Linked DNA regions of Cricetulus griseus: region 2 is linked to region 1. Evidence: chromatin contacts called from public Hi-C data. All regions are on one chromosome and are shown on one strand. The core of a region is the stretch at or near the end of the contact, and the rest is flanking DNA. Distances in the headings are between cores, read along the strand shown. Region 1 overlaps LOC113837465 (a long non-coding RNA gene). Region 2 has its middle 64 kb from the start of Myc.

Region 1 (4,571 bases), core at 1,229-3,728:
AAGCTGTCGTTCATATGCAGAGTGCCTGGTTCAGTCCCATGCAGGCTCCTCAGCTGTTGGTCCATGAGCTCCCACAGTTCAGGTTTACTGTGGTGGTGCACGTAGGTAGGATTTGCTGAAGGAGGCAGAGGCAGGAGGATCACGAGTTCGAGGCCAGCCTGGGTTTTCTTGAGATTTTAAAAGGAAATGTTCCAGCAAGCAAAGTAAAGGACGACGACCTTTTACTGTGCAGGCTCAAAAGTCGAATCATGTCATTTATGTTGATTTATGTTGTACTTTATTTGAAGCCATCATGGCTTGGTCATGTTCAAACTCAGGGAACACAGACTTCATTGCTCAATGGGAGGGACATTTAAGAACTAACAACCACGCTTCAAAATAGTCAGAGAGCTTCCAGACGTTTCTCTAAATAGTAAGAACATCAAATAAAATGCAGAGAAGAAGCAATAAAAATAAAAATATAGCTATCATTGTAGGGTGTAGGTATGGTAGGGATTTATACATGCTTTACAAAATTTAAGTCACTCACCTGTCATAATAACCTGGCGAGGCAGTGCTATTATTATACCTACTCTGTCTCTAAGACAAGAGAAGCAAGCATAGGTGAAATGACTTTCCAAGGTACTTACTGATTGACATAGTAGGACTAGCGACAACTAATAGATATTGAACATTCACCAAGTGCCTGGCACATAGTGGGCCTACATGGGGAAGTATACTGGACTCGGCCAAGCACCTTTTATGAATTGCCTTAGTTCCCAAGGTAATCTTGCAATGTACATGCATTAGGTCTACTCTCTTGGACCTGAGGAAACTAAGGCTCAATACAATGACCTATTCAAAGTCAGATGTTAGAAACTAAGTTTCATTCTTGCCTTCTCTGAAGTCTGGGGCCTGGAATGTGTTCATGTGAGAAAGGGAGTGATGGGGTATGGGGGTGTGTTTCTGTGTATCTTGGTGGAGTGGGATTTGGGCAAAGTTCAGGCCTCGGGTGGGAACAAAGGACTATCTCCTGAGGTGAGGGGATAATGATTATGTACTTGTGAGCGGTGTGTGCATGTGTGCGCACATGTGTGTTTGTGAGTGGTGAGTGAGCATGCGTGCGTGTGTGTATGTGTGTGTGTGTGTGTGTGTGTACATGTGTGTGTTTGTGAGCTCTGTGTGTGTGCATGTGTGTGCTGCACATGTGTGTTTGTGAGCGGTGAGTGTGTATACGCATAGTGTGTGTGTGTGTGTGTGTGTACATGTGTGTGTTTGTGAGCTCTGTGTGTGTGTGCGCGCGTGCGTGCGTGTGCATGCATGTGTGTATGTGTGTGCTGCACATGTGTGTTTGTGAGCGGTGAGTGTGTATATGCATAGTGTGTGTGTGTGTGTGTGTGTGTGTGTGTGTGTGTGTGTGTGTGTGTAAGTAAAGCTCAGGCACCCCTCAGTTGAGGAAGCATCTCCAATGTCCATATTCTGAGCTCATCTCTGTGTCAGTTCCCTGGTGGGAGCAGGAGAGGTCCACACAGGGAAGCATTAACTTGCAGCCGAGCATAACCTTCCCAGTGCTCAGCAAGGTAACACTTCCAATCCGCTGTCCAAGAAGCCCCTAGAGTGCTATTAGTGTCTCTGCCTTACAAAGAACCAGAGGCCTGGAGATGTAAAAGGAAAAACTGTTAGATGGTCACTCAATGTTGAGATCAGAGTTCAGGCTAGAGAAATTTGGCCAGACCAGACCCCTCCATAGAAGTACGATGACTGGTTTAAGTTGGCACAGACGGAACAGGAGTGTGAAAACTGGTTCTCCGTGAAATCCACATGTCGTTGCATCCATCTCCTTTATCCTTCAAAACACAGGCAGATGGACGCCTCCTTCGAAAAGCTTCCCGGTTATCTCCAAATGCAGCACGATAGCTATCTCTCACTCCAAAGCTCTCTGCAAGCTCTGGGTACTCCGACGATACTCTTTCAATGATTTTCTCTTTCTTACCAGGCAGCGAAGACAAGGGCAACATCTTGTCACCGTGTCTCAGCATCTTGTTTGGTGTTCAGGAGCAGCAGGCGCCTCACGAGTGCTGGGTAAATGAAGTTAGATGATTTCATGAGTGAGCACACTATGTCAAAGAGACCTAGTGGGAGGAGAGGGACTTTATCAGGGTTAGAGAGGCAGAGAGGAGAGCAAGGACCTTCTTGATAGAGGCCAGAGCGAGAGCAAAGACAGGGAACCAGGAGGGCTTCTTACACAGAAGGTCTAGAAGGAGGCTTGGCTGTAGCATTGGCACCTTAGGGAGACATTTGTAGAAACGTTGGAGATGGAGGCAGAAAAGGACTGCACAGCCCCTTTGGGCCCTAGAGTTTTCTGATGGCCTGGACTGCTCTGCTCACATCTGTTCATCATGGCTTCCTCTTTGACCTGAAAGTCACCATGCTGATTCATCCATCAGTCACTGGCAGTCTGGATTCCCCTTTCCTGTGCTGTTCTAGAAGGCTTCAGCTGTCATTTGATGCTTATTAAGAAGGGTGAGTCAGGATGGTGGCTTGAGACACAGTTTCCACCCTGTGGTCCATGCTGCCTTCCTTTTCTCTCCTTGTTGAACTATTTTGAGCCTGCATACTGAAAAGGCTTTGTAGAGAGTAGGGAGAACTCAGGCTCTAAGGCACCAGGACTCCAGGGAAAGCTCAGCTCTGCAGTTTACAGATGATGTGACCTTGAACAAGTTTATCATAGGGTAGCAATATGTAGGGTTGTCATGAGGTTTGAGTAAGGTTAACACTAGGGCTGTGCACAGGATACGGGGGTGCACTTAGCATGTACAAAGCACTCAGAGTTCCTCTGAATAGAGGATCATATTCTAGATTTTCACTCTTCAGACATCTAATGTGTATTTCCAGAGGAACTCTGGGAACCATTTTCCCCTCCCTTTCTGGTTGACTGCTGTGGGTCATCCCTGGCCTGAGATTCTTTTCTGTAGCTCTCTGAGATGGAGGAAGGAAGAAGCCAGTAAACCAAAGTCAACAGCTCTGGAAAAGGGTAGCGGGTCTTAGGCACTTGGGCAGCTGTAGACTTGAGAAGGGCAGAGCCCATGACCAAACGGGTTTGTGCTTTGAGATCCTACTGCTGTGTCCTTGGCAGTCTTCAGAGGCTTCATCAACTCTTTGGTGACATGAGCAGGCACCAGAGCATGCTGCTGGATGCAGCTGGCAGGCGCGTTGCTTCCTGGCTTGGGTGGGCTCTTAAGCTCTGCTGGATGGCTCGTGGCTGCAGTAGCCTCCTCCCCTCCGCCCCGCCCCACCCCGCCCCTGACTATTGCAAGACAGGCTTCTCATCCCATTCCTCTCCAGAACTTGATCTCTTTAGAAGCAAAGAGGTTCTAGCACTTTCTGCCTGCACCTCCTTCCTGCCCTGAGCCTGAGAGGCACAGTCCATGCCCTCTTTTACCCATGACAGGAGGTGAAATCATCCTTTGTCATCCCCCAACTGTTCCAGGTCCTCTTTTAGCCTTGATATCACTCTTCTTCATAGTTAATGAGCATATAAATCCTGTCCTTCTCAGTCAGCATAAAGAACGGCTCCTAACCCCCCCCACCACCCATAGCTCAAATGGAAGCAGCTAGGAAACCGAGAGTCATAAAAACACACATTCCCAGCTACGCGACTCACCGGTTTTATATGAACAAATCACTTAACCTCTCTGAGACACAACTGCTCATATTTGAAAGGGCGGGGATCATGCTAATTGCCCTGTTCCCCCTTCCACCCCATTTACTGTGAGAATGAAATGAGATAATGTCTGTGGAAGTGCTCTGTAAACCCAAAGCTGTTATTATACCACGATGGCCTATTATTATTAAAAACTGGTTTCCCCAATTCCTCCAACTCTCCTTTCTCTCCATCTCCTGAATTGACTGGAGATTGAGGCTCGGTGGAAGTACGGCTTTGGGGTTGGAAACTAGTAAGAGTTCTGTTTTTGCTTACCCAGAAAACCTCGGTTCTCTGATTGAAACGAGTGGAAGTCCAAGGGAGATGTCATCTGACACCAGAAATGTTCTCAGTTTGGCAGTTGAGAATCCCGGTGGTGAGGCGGGGAACACACCACAGAACCCAGTAAGTCTTCCAAGGACATTGCTACATGACACACCCCATACATGCTGCTCTGGTCACTTTCTTTGATTCATTGTCATTTTCTCTGGAGGGGGGGATGGTGGTGGTCACCAACACCTTCCAGGAAAAAAATGACAATAAAGAAATGACAATAAAACCAGTTTCTTCATCCACATCACCCGCCATGTTAAGCATCCCGCCATGGTCCTCATTTCCGCCAAGGCTGATCAAGTGGAAGGGTTACTGTTGAGCCTTCTGGCCTTTCCCCCATGGCCTCTTCGCTTCTCCCTTCAGCAATTTTATGCTTATACAGTTTCTCTTTTCAAAGTCACCTTCTTTCTTCTCATATGGCTCAGCTTGATCACCAACCCAGATAAAGATGAGCTGAACTCGTTCACCAAAGTAAAGTACTCTTCACTGTGTTTTCTATAGGAACTCGCTTTCCCCTTCAGAAGGCACCCTGCCCTTGGTGACTCTCAGGCCTCAG
Region 2 (4,571 bases), core at 721-3,220, 270 kb before region 1:
TCCACTGGGTCTCCGCTAGGTGGGGAGAGATGGGAAGAGATGGTTAGCAAATAGCTCTCTCCAGGTACCCTGCCTGGCTTTGCAACCAAAAGCCGTTCAGCACTGTGTCCCATGGAATCGCTGTTGACTTCACAGCAGACGGAAGCTGGAGCTCCCTTGAAATCGCTAATGCTTCCTCCTCATCCTTGGTGCCCTGTGAGCACCAGCCTGTCTATCTGCTAGGGGGACTCAGGGCGGGACCTGCATCAGTACCAAGATGGCTATGGCCTTCCCTGCACCCTGTCATTAAGAGAAACAACACTGGCTTGTTGATGTGGTCTTGGAGCCCAGGAGTCCCTTTCTTGTAGCCTGCTCTCCCTCTCCTTTTCCCTCTCCCTCCCTTTCTCTCTTGTTTCTTTCCTTCCCCCGCTGTTCTGGGGATCCAGCCTACGGAATAATCAGGCATGCTAGCCAAATGTCTGGGTTACACTCTTAGCCCACGGCCATATTAAATCTTTTCCTTTTCTGTTTGTTTTGCTTTGTTTTGTTAGACAGTGTCTCTATGTAGCCTTGGCTGTCCTCGGTCTCTATGTAGACAGACCCATCTGGCGTCAAACTAACAAAAATCTACTTAGCTCTTCCTCCCAAGTGCTCTATTAAATGCATGGGCCACCGTCCCCAGCTACTGTTTTGCTTTGAGACAGGTTCTCCTGTTGGTTTTTAAATTCCCAGTCTTCTTTCCTCTTTCTCCAGAGTGCTGGGATAAAGTGTTTGTCACCATGCTCAACTCATTCTCTTTTCATCTTAGAATTCTATTACTTTGGTGCGCTGTTTATAGGTTGTTCTTGTTCTTTTTTGTCTTATTTTTATGTGTATGAGTGTTTTGCCCTCATGTATGTATGTATGTATGTATGTATGTATGTATGTGCAACACTTGTACCCGGTGCCTGCAGAGTTACAGACAGTTGTCATTTGCCATGTGGTTTCCGGGAATCGAACCCAGGCCCTCTGGAAGAGCAGACAATGCTCTTAACCGAGTTGTCTCTCTGCTGTCAGTTTATTTGAAGCCAGAGCTCCGAGCATGCCAGGCAAGTGAGCTGAATCAATGGATCGCCTCCTGTTTTGATTGGTGGGGAAGCTGTTTCATTGACCTGCCTCTCTTCTGTCATTGACCTTAAACTTCTTGTGAGCAGGCTCTCTGGTGTCTACACAGCCCTAGGCCTTTTGGAAATCAGGTTGAGCCTAACTGGTTTGCCTTCCAGGAGAAGGCTGCTGATACTGCCTTTTAGTTGTGAAACGATTTGGCAAGGTAGGAAGTGAGGCCTTGCCGATTGAAAAGGACCTTCCAAAAAGGCGGAAGCCAGGCAACTGCAAGAGGGAGGCAGCCTGGGTCATGTAAAGGAGTATAGGCCCCCGGTACCTTTCAGCAAGTGTGTCCTCAGTTTCCCTGTTTGTAAATTAGGGGAGATGAAGCACTGAGCAGCTATGAAGAGGACATGATAATCAGAGAGAGGCCTTAAAGGGCAGAGGACCTGGGGTCAGCAACCCCCCTTACCCTCAGCCTCCCAGTCAAAGCTAGCAAATGACATTCCTGTCACCAGGATGGAACTGGGTGACTTCCTGGGTCTCTGGGTGCATTTGAACGTGCAATCGGCCCATTCCGGGTCTGAATACAGATGGGGAGAGGCCAGTGACTTCACCAGTCCGCATCGGCTTTCCAGTTTCTGGCGGACATAAGATATGAGAGCCAGCCAGCTGCCCGGGTACTGGTGTGGAGATTGGAGGATGCAATCAGAGAGGCCTGACGACTGCCTTGCATACAGCCAAGGGAAGCTCTGCCACCATTCACTCAGCTACAAGACAGGGTGGTTATGCCCACGGAGGGATGGTGCCCGGTGCTCAGGGCAGAAATAAGCCCGTGAGTAGAAGCCATTGTGGTTGTTTATTATTCTTCAGGGCTGTTTGCCTGGTGATTCAGCCCTGCTGTTTGGTGCTCTTTCGAGCATGGATTGAGTGACTCATTCATTTACCGAGCACTTGCTGGGCGCCAGGCACTGGTCTAGAGGCTGGAGAACTAACAAGAGCAAACAGACAAAGGTGTCTACTACCATGCTGTGGCTTCCATTTTCATAAAAGCCACACAAGAGAACAGGGTAGAGGGAGAGAGGTAAGGGAGACATGATGCCAGTGTCACGTGGGCCTAGTACCTCTACTTACAGCTGCTGGGTGCTCGGCCTGTGTCCTGTCAGGCCTGGCACACAGTGGGTAGCATGTAAGTATGACTTGCTGTGTTTATCACTACTAACCGGCTTCTTTGGTGGCTGCCTCGTAAAATGTCCGTCTTCCTTTCTCCCAGTTCCTATGAGTTTCACTTTCCTTCCTAGTACTTGCCTGTTTGTCGGGCGGACAGCGTGCGTGTGTCCGTCTTTTCTACAGTAAACGGTTAAACCCTTAGAGGCTGAAGACTCACACTTACTCTTGGGTCCTTCATTCTCATTCTCACGGCAGGTCTGTTCCGTTCCAGCATGTTTCTGTGCTAGCCGAACTTACACTATAGCAAGAAGAGGCAGGGGAGGAATTACACGCATGATAATGACGTTTCTGGTATCTGTGAGCCTAGCCGAGGAACGTTTGCATCTGGAGGCCTAGAGTGGGCTGCAGAAGGATGCTGTCTTCAAAGAACAGTTCCTTTGAGAAGCTGATGCTGGGCTGTCATGCAGGCCGAGGAGCTTGGGTGCTGGTGTGGGGTTTGTGTTTTAGGCCTCAGGGAGGGGTCAGACAGTGGCCCAAGCCCAGGGTGGAGAGTGAGATTTGGGAGCTGCAAGAAGGGCCGGAGGAGAGCCAGGTGTCGGTAACAGAAACAGAAACCAGAGCCACGTGCTACAACGCCTTTCAGAAACTCTGCAAAACCTCTCCTTGTTTGTGTGTGTTGGGGTGGCTGAATGTAAGTGTGTTTGAGCACATATGTGTGCATGTAACGTGTGCAAGCTGGACATTGCTCATGTGCCATCACCGTTTTTGCTTGTTGGTTGCTTTTAAGGCAGGATCTCTCATTGCCTTGGAGTTCATTGAATAGGCTAGGCTGCCAACATGTCCTTTTTATATGGGTTCCTGGTTGTTATGATTGTAAGGCAAGAGCCTTATTGGCCCAACTTTCTCCCTAGTTGTCTTAGTTAGGATTTTATAGCTGTGAACAGACTCCATGATCTCCATGTATAGTTCAGGCTGTAAATCACTGTGTCACCCAGGGTGGCCTGGACCATGTAGGAACCCTCCTAACTCAACTTCCCAAGTGCTTGGGATTACACACATTGCCAGGGCTCCTAACTGAAAACTCTTGCCTTTTATCCGGTGAAAGAGGGAGCCACTGAAAGTGTTATTTTGGCAGCAGCGTGGTTCTGTCCAACTTAGCTTTTGTGATCAGCACGCTGGCTTTGGTGCTGAGAAGAAAGTGAGTGGAGGTTGGATGTGGAGCGTGAGGAGCCAGCGGGCAAGCATTGTGAGCACTTCTCTAGGCTGTGAGCCATTGATGAGGCTACAGGAATGGGCTGCTGGCTCTTCCCTGAAGATCCCAGCGAGTAAAACTCCACCATCCAGAACAGTATAACCTTTTGTGTCCAGAATATTTGAAGTGAACTCTCGGGATGCACTCTCTGTTAAATGCATAGAAAATTTTTGAAAGCGCAACCCAAAGGGCTGCAAAAATCTGAGCAATACAGTTTAAAATGTTGATTGGCTATCAAAAAGGGCAACACACCTAGATATCATGCAATATGTTATTATAGTTAATTTAATCTGTTTTTAGCTTTATTTATGGAGGCCACTGGGAAAACTAAAATTGTACTTGGTTTGGGTGATATTTCCACGAGACGGGCGTGAGGTCTAGGGGGCCTTCCATGAGCGCTATGAGTGGCATAGGATTCTGCAAAGAGAGGAAACCTTAACTTACATAAGGATGCTTCCAGGGGGCTTGATGCCGCTCAGTTATTGGTTGTTTATTGGGCATGCAGGAGGTCGTGGGCTTGACCCTTAACACTGTGTAGAGCCAAGCACAGCTGTAATTCCAGAACCCAGGAAGTGTAGGCGGGAACATCTACTCTCCAGCTCAAGTAGGTCACTGAAAAGGAAGGAGTTCATTGACTAAGCGAGGCTGCTGACACCAGGAAGTAGAAGCAGGAGGATCTACTGTCATGTCCAAGGTTCTGATCAGCGACATACTGAATTTTGGGCAGTCTCTCCAAAAATAACAAAGTCTTCCAGGGGATAGAAGGAGAGTGAAGATAATTCTTGATGTGTTTGCAGGGAGAAGGCAGGCAGGTGAGTGGGAGCACAGCCGTGGGTCTGCTGTAGCAGAGAAGCCTGGGCCCAAGCCCTGCAAGGGCAGGGGGAGATGGGATGTCTTGAGTCTCAGCTGGATCCTTTCTGGCAGGAAGTACTGGGCTGACCACTAGGCAGCCAGGCCCCTGAGCCATGGGGTACCGAATGGAAATAGGAGGTGAGATAGGGGAGGTAGGTCAGCAGTGGTCAGGCTGATTGCTGTGAGGCCATCGAAATGGCCCCTCTAAAAAGCGTCTCACAAGGACGATTTCCAA

Evidence for each region. A called contact is a pair of places that touch in the nucleus more often than the background predicts.
Region 2: a contact with region 1 is called in a Hi-C map of the CHO-K1 cell line, with 4 times the contacts expected there. The contact joins two enhancer-like sites. A contact is called at or near these places in 2 of 8 Hi-C or Micro-C datasets (both in the CHO-K1 cell line).

What each region holds. Positions count from the first base shown.
Region 1 is chr10:25,611,983-25,616,553 of CriGri-PICRH-1.0, reverse strand. It overlaps LOC113837465 (a long non-coding RNA gene), which reads left to right. Exons shown (of 20, transcript XR_003488041.2): 13 at 1,976-4,571. Among named protein-coding and RNA genes, the nearest start is that of Myc, 340 kb to the left of the region's middle. Within about 2 kb of position 2,478, at least 3 of the 6 cell types and tissues checked have open chromatin away from gene starts, as enhancers often do. A contact at or near this core is called in the CHO-K1 cell line, where this site is marked.
Region 2 is chr10:25,886,025-25,890,595 of CriGri-PICRH-1.0, reverse strand. No RefSeq gene overlaps it. Among named protein-coding and RNA genes, the nearest start is that of Myc, 64 kb to the left of the region's middle. Within about 2 kb of position 1,970, at least 2 of the 6 cell types and tissues checked have open chromatin away from gene starts, as enhancers often do. A contact at or near this core is called in the CHO-K1 cell line, where this site is marked.